2 separate regions of the Pan troglodytes genome follow, and region 2 is linked to region 1. The links are chromatin contacts, called in public HiChIP or PLAC-seq maps. All regions are on one chromosome and are shown on one strand. The core of a region is the stretch at or near the end of the contact, and the rest is flanking DNA. Distances in the headings are between cores, read along the strand shown.

Evidence for each region. HiChIP or PLAC-seq counts read pairs in DNA pulled down with a chosen protein or histone mark.
Region 2: an H3K4me3 HiChIP or PLAC-seq map of stem cell-derived excitatory neurons shows a contact between it and region 1, with 4 times the contacts expected there. The contact joins the promoter of VNN1 here to the promoter of STX7 in region 1.

Annotation. Positions count from the first base shown.
Region 1 is chr5:144,388,471-144,391,819 of NHGRI_mPanTro3-v2.0_pri, forward strand. It overlaps STX7 (syntaxin 7), which reads right to left and starts at 1,957. Exons shown (of 10, transcript XM_518745.8): 1 at 1,822-1,957.
Region 2 is chr5:144,588,650-144,592,123 of NHGRI_mPanTro3-v2.0_pri, forward strand. VNN1 (vanin 1) reads right to left here and starts at 1,754. Exons shown (of 7, transcript XM_001169280.6): 1 at 1,516-1,754. The coding sequence starts at 1,725.

The sequences.
Region 1 (3,349 bases), core at 707-3,206:
ACACCCAGCGTGAGGGTAAATATTACCATTTCCAAAACATAAAATTCCAGTGCCTTCTTTCAGATACCGAAGGTCCCAGGCTTCTTGCTGCCTTGGGCCTTTGCTGGGTGCCATTTCCTATTTCTAGAAGGCTCTTCCCATGATCTCCACGTGACTGGCTCCTTCTCCCCAGCAAGGCCTCATCACATGCTAGAGAAACCTTTGTGACCACTCTGATATGAAAGTGAGAACTCACCACTGGTCACTCTTTGTCAATCTAACTTACTGCTTCACAATACTCAAAAGCCGAATTAATCACTGTTTATTATTTATCCCTACACCTCTGGAATACAAACAGGAGCTACTTCTGGAATACAAACAGGAGAGAGATGACCTTGTCATCCTGTGTAATCTACAGTGCCTGGTGCACAGTAAATGCTCAAGGAATGTGAGGGTGCTCTGTCTACATAAGTATCCTCTGCACAAACTACATTAACTGTATTCTTTGGCCTTAGCTCTTTCATCACTGAACTTTTGTACTACTTGGTTGTAGTTCACAACACCGAGGATTGTTTTTTTCACACTTTCACACATGAAACTTGCAAATTAAATGGAATCACAGCAAACTTCACTCAGACTTACTGTGAATATTTTCTATAATTTACTTTTCAATCATCAGCACTTAAAGTTTGGGGTCATAATCAAAATGAGGATTGATTTTGTTATCAAGAGCAACATAAGTAACATATCTGAGGAAAAATTATGATGTTAATGAGTTAATATGGTATCATATTAACCTCTACAGAAACTGTGAAGTTAAGAGCATAATTCTTAACTAGTCACGAGTCTGAGGCCAACTTCTCAAAGTAGCCTATAAGGCCTGTCCACAACACAAAACACAGTTTAAAACACCGTTATCAGCCTCTGCCCAGGTGTGCTCAGAGAACCTGCAGAAGAAATGTCCACTTCCAACATTGTTAAATAGCACAGCATTTCATAATTACTTTCTTTTCTTCCAGATTCTGGGCAAGTTTTATATATTATATATAATTATAGTCAGAATACAACGATCTGAGGTAAACAAAAATTAACGTATACAGATAAGAGCCAAACAAATGTAAGAAATTTGTGGGAAAAAACACACAGCATTTGATCAGAAATGCAACTTTTTTTCTTTGTCTGAATTTAAAGAAACTAACTAGAAAACAAGGTGGAGGAAATACTAGAAATATTTTATGTATGTTTAAAGGTTTTTATGTAAATTAATTAAAGGTGTATACTAAAAGAATGTCAAAGTATGTTAAAGTCATCAAGCCAAATTAAAAAAACAATACTACGCGCCTCTGAATAAACAAACATACACGGTTCGCCTGCTACAGCCATACATTTTTCAGTTCCTCTATATTCGGGAAGTTTAATGTGTTTTTCAATCCGTGAGTTGAAAAGAGGAAGAGGTCATTTGGTCGTGTCTGGATTCCTGAGCTGGGCCCCAGCCGGCTCTGGCGCCCTCCCCGGGGTGCGCTCCGCCAGCCGTGCGCCTCCGGAGCTCTGCCCAGGGGACCGCGGCGGGTGCGTGGCTGGGTAGGCCCACCTGACCACAGCCGCGCGCACCCGGAATGCGGAACGCGCCGCGCCCTTGCACCCGGCCGGGGGGCGTGGGGAGCCGCAGGCGCTCCGGGAGCTGGGGCAGTCCCGCCCTTCCCAGCCTCCCGAGTGCCTGCTGCAGAGCGCAGGGCGGCGGCCACCTGACCACGCGCACAAACAAGAAGGCGCAGCAGCCGCAGGGGCACCGCGCCTCCCTGTCGCCCGGCCAGGGAGCCCCCCTCCCCAGGGTCCTCTTACCTGGACCTCCACGGCTCCCTCCTACACCTCCGACCGCCGTCACCCACCTACCCCGGAGCCCTCAGCTGCAATTCTCAGCTGATGGGCGGTGGCGTGGGGACGCCCAGTGCGCATGCCCGCAGCACAACTCAGGAAGAAGGCGGGGTTCACCCCTTTTCTATTGGCCCGCGGGGCTGAGTGACAGCGGCCCTCACCGCCCCTCCGGTTCCAAGCTAAGGAATGGGGGTATCAGCAAAATTGCAAGGGAGCTGTTCTTTGAAGCCTGACGTAGAGATGGTGAACGCCTCTTAGCCTACGTGCAAAAAAGGACAGAATGGAGGACAGTTGTCTTCTTTATCTGGTGAAGCCAGCCTTCTTGCACGCGAGTCTTCACCCCGCCCCATTAGCTCTTGCCTGTCTTGTTTGCTAACCTTTAATTGCAGTAGATCGCGTTCACAGCTCTATCGAAAAATGCAAAGGCGAGCACACAATCCTAGCAAGAACAATGAAGGAATAAGTGAAGAGTCATCTCTGGGTGCTCACTTAGTAAACAAGTTTTCCTAGTACATACAAGTCATTCTAAGCATTCCTGAAAAGCAGGGCGTAGTTTTCACAGGGTTTAAAACAAGCAGAGACAGTTCCAATGATAAATATGCAAATATATTGTAATTGTTAGATGAAAAGCATCAATTGCTACAAATGAAAGAAAGCCCTCTCCAAATTAATTAGAAGATAGATCGGCTTAGCCTTTGCCTATATTAAGGCAACACTATTTTCTAAAATGATTACCCGGATAGGTGATATCAAAAGTCCAGACGCACTTAGGTGGAAAAAAACAAAACCCAGGATAGAATTCTGATTGGAACTCACCGACACTAAGTGTGGAATGTTATCTGCTTAAGAGAGATGGACAGAGAAAGAATAACCCTGAAAACGAGTAACCCACAAGATAGGAAATAAACCAGGAAAAGGTAAACTAGAGAATGAAGGAAAAAAAGAGGGAATTGTCCATGATGTCACCTGTTACACAAAGTTCAAGTAAATAAAGAACTGAAAGTAGTGCATTGTACTTGAGAATTAGGAAGTGGCTGGTGAACGTAGGAAGAAACATTTCAATCATTGAAGGAACTCATGAAAGGATCTTACATCCGTGTGAGGTTTAGTGCACTTTCCAAATACCCATTCATATTACCTTTGATAGAACTCTGGACTCTGGGGAGGGAAGGTACAATGCACTACAGAAGAACCTGAGATTAAGTGGCCTCTTCAAGTTGCCCTGATAGTTACTGACTATGCTGGGACCAAAACTTAGCTGTCTGAGCCCTCATCCTGGGCTCATTCCAATTCCTTGTTTTAAAATATGTTATGAGTGGATTCCTTCCAGGTCTTTTGAAAACTTAGAATAAGATTTCATCCTTTGGTATTCAAATGGGAAAAAAAAGAAGTATAGTCTAGACAAACTTGCAAAATTTAGAAGTATTAAGATAAATGAATTACTAAGAGTTCCTGACATGGTATTCCATCTGCGAATCTGGCTGCTACCAAGTTA
Region 2 (3,474 bases), core at 504-3,003, 200 kb after region 1:
GGCTAATTTTTGTATTTTTAGTAGAGATGGGGTTTCTCCATATTGGTCAGGATGGTCTTGAACTCCCAACCTCAGGTGATCCGCCTGCCTCAGCCTCCCAAAGTGTTGGAATTACAGACATGAGCCACCGCACCTGGCTTAGTCAAGCATTTTAATTTTCTAATCCTGCCATTGTTGTTTCCTATGGCAGTCGTTAACTATAAACCTAGCTTATCCTGGAACCAAGCCTCTCCTTGAACTTTGGCTGATGACTGTGCCTGTGTCAAGACTGATTAATAACTTAAATATTCTGTTTATTTCCTCCTCTGCCCCAGCTTTCCCCTGCAAACATGATTCCTGCTTCTCAGAAAAAGAGGAGCCACAAACTGGTTACTTGAACTGTCCCATGCCTACAAGTACTGCCTGAGCTAACCTGGGCACCTTCCAATTAGAGAGTCACCTTAAAAAGCTCTGTGACCTTCAAGGAAATAGTTGGACTAAGGATGAAAAAGAACATCAGAACTCCTGATAACCTTTTAAATATTAGTATATATAAGAATATAGGGCAGTCATGGTAGCTCATGCCTGTAATCCCAGCACTTTGGGAGCCCAAGGCAGGTGGATCACCTGAGGTCAGGAGTTCAAGTCCAGCGTGGGCAACATGGCAAAATCCCATCTCTACAAAAAATACAAAACTTAGCTGAGCACGGTGGCATGCATCTGTGGTCCCAGCTACTCTGGAGACTGTAGTGGGAGAATCACCTGAGCCCGGGAAGTCAAGGCTGCAGTGAGACGTGATCACACCACTATACTCCATCCTGGGTGACAGAGTGAGACCCTAACTCAACAACACAAAAGAATATATATTTATAGATATATGTAATACACATTTATCCATGACTTTTATCACACTTCATATATTCCTGGTCTACACCTAATCGATCAATAGCTTTTAAAATAATATTTGTGTAAACCACAATTTATACTATATGATTAACTTCAAACTGAAACCTTCACTCAACTTAAGGACTCACAATGCATTACATATACTTTTATCTTGTAATTAGAATGAAGTATGAAGTATATAGTGCATGCTGGCAAGGAATTGAAAACTTAAATTTGTTTTCAGATTATAAATTTATTCAAAAACCTGCAAAGCCTTAATAGCACATGAGTACATGAAGGCCACTAATACTCTGCAAATAGCACCTAGTCCCTGACCCATTTATCCTCCATCCTCCATCTGTACCAGAAAAGGGGAACAAAGATGTTGAATTTATGGCCAGTTCCTCAAAGGTCTGCTGCTTCTTGATAATGAGCAAATTGTTCTTTTCTTAACTTTGTTCTTACTGTTAGGGAAGTCCTTGCTCTAATTTTGAGAGGAAAGTAGAATTCTAACTGTAAAATAAAGGTTCTTGGCTACTCTGATACATATATCATCTAAAAGTGTAACTGACCCTGACAGTGGCCCTGTCTCCTAGGACCCCCTCCTTTCTCATAGAATCCAGTACACTGGAGAGATGGTAGAGATGGTACCTGATCTGCTGCTGATGTGATCGCTCCTTCCAAAATGTCCAGATTCCGATTCATTAATGCCAAAGCCTCCTCACGAGACACTGGTGTTAGGGTGGCATTGGGCAATATCGCTGCATGCTCATAAACAGCTGCAATGAAAGTGTCCTGGCAGCTGGCTCTTGAGACATAGAAAAGCAAAATTGCCACGTAAGCTGGCAACTGAGTAGTCATGCTGAAGTCCAATGAGTGCTGAAAAACAGAGCATGTCCTGGTATTTATAGAAAGAAGACACGTGGTGTCCAGAGCTTAGTACCTTAAACCACGGAAGTTAATTAAGAAAACGCTATGATTTCATAGCACTGTTACATAACAAAAGACCCTCCCTTATTGCAGTAATTTGTGAAGATTAACTCAAGAACTCTATATACATTAGTGCGCTAGGGCTGCCTAACAAAATACAATAAACTGGGTGGTGTAAAAAATAAAAAATTTATTGCTTTGCAGTTCTGGAGGGTGGGAGTCCCAGATGAAGGTGTCAGCAGAGTTGGTTCCTCCTGAGGGCGGTGAAGGAAAGATGTGTTCCAGGCCTCTCTCCTTGACCCATAGATGGCTGCCTTCTCCCTGTGTCTCTTCATATGCTATTCTCCTCATGTGCGTGCCTGTGTCCAAGTTTTCCCTTTTCGTGAGGACACCACTCTAATCTTTAACACAGGGAAAGGGAAAATCCCAGCTCTAGCTTTTTTTGTCATCATTGTTGTTTGTTTATTGTTGTTGTTGTTTGAGATGGAGTTTCACTCTTGTCACCCAGGCTAGAGTGCAGTGGCGAAATCTCGGCTCACTGCAACCTCCGCCTCTCGGGTTCATGTGATTCTCCTGCCTCAGCCTCCCAAGTAGCTGGGATTACAGGCGCCCGCCACCACGCCAGGCTAATTTTTTGTATTTTTAGTAGAGACAGGGTTTCGCCGTGTTGGGCAGGCTGGTCTCAAATTGCTGACCTCAGGTGATCCACCTGCTTTGTTTTTATGCCAAATAAGGGCAGAAGAAAAAAGCCAACTGAAGGTCATAAACCCAGGGGTACAGGCTCACTGAAAGACTGAGACTCAATCATAGGACCAATTAGATTTAGTGCCCACTGTACTCCAGTATAACTTCATCTTAACTAATTAGATCTGAAATGACCCCTTTTCCAAAAAAGGTTACATTCTAAGATACTGACAGTTAGGACTTCAACATATAAATTTTTGGAATTCATATATTTTGGAATGTCAACACAAGACATTCAAATAATTTTAAAACTTTATTATTATTTTCATGTGAATATTTCAGCTCTACACTTTGATTTACTTTATTTTCCTCAAAATGGGGAAGCCAGGACAAAGAGGAATACAAAAGAGTTACTCATTTTCTATTGCTATATAACAAATTATCCCCAAATTCAGCAGCTTCAAAAAGCAAAAATACATCATCTCCCACTTTCTCTGGGTCAGGAATCCAGGGGCAGTTTAGCTGGTGCCTCTGGCCCAAGGTCTCTTTCACAAGGCTGCAGTCAAGCAGCTGCCAGGGCTAGTTATATCAAGGCTTGACTCCAGAAGGATTCACTTCCGAGCTCCAAGCTCCCTCATGTGGCTGACGGCAGGGATCAAGACCTCATTGGTTGTTGCCCAGAGACATGAGTTCCTAGTGATGCAAACCTCACCATAGGGCAGCCCGCATTATGGTATCTGGATTCCCTTAGAGCCAGACAGCAAGTGAACCCACTGGAGATGGAAGCCACGGATGCTTCCTAATGTAATTGGGGAAGCAACACCTCATCACTTTTGTTGTATTCTATCCAATAAAGCATTAGGAACCATCTTTGAAGCTGCTTATCACAGAGGCAACAGAGGTGTATAAAGAATCAGAGCAAAAAAAAAAAAAAAGAGAGCTGGGGAGCGAGATCCAGACAGAGGAGAGGGAAATGATATAAAATAGAAAAACTGT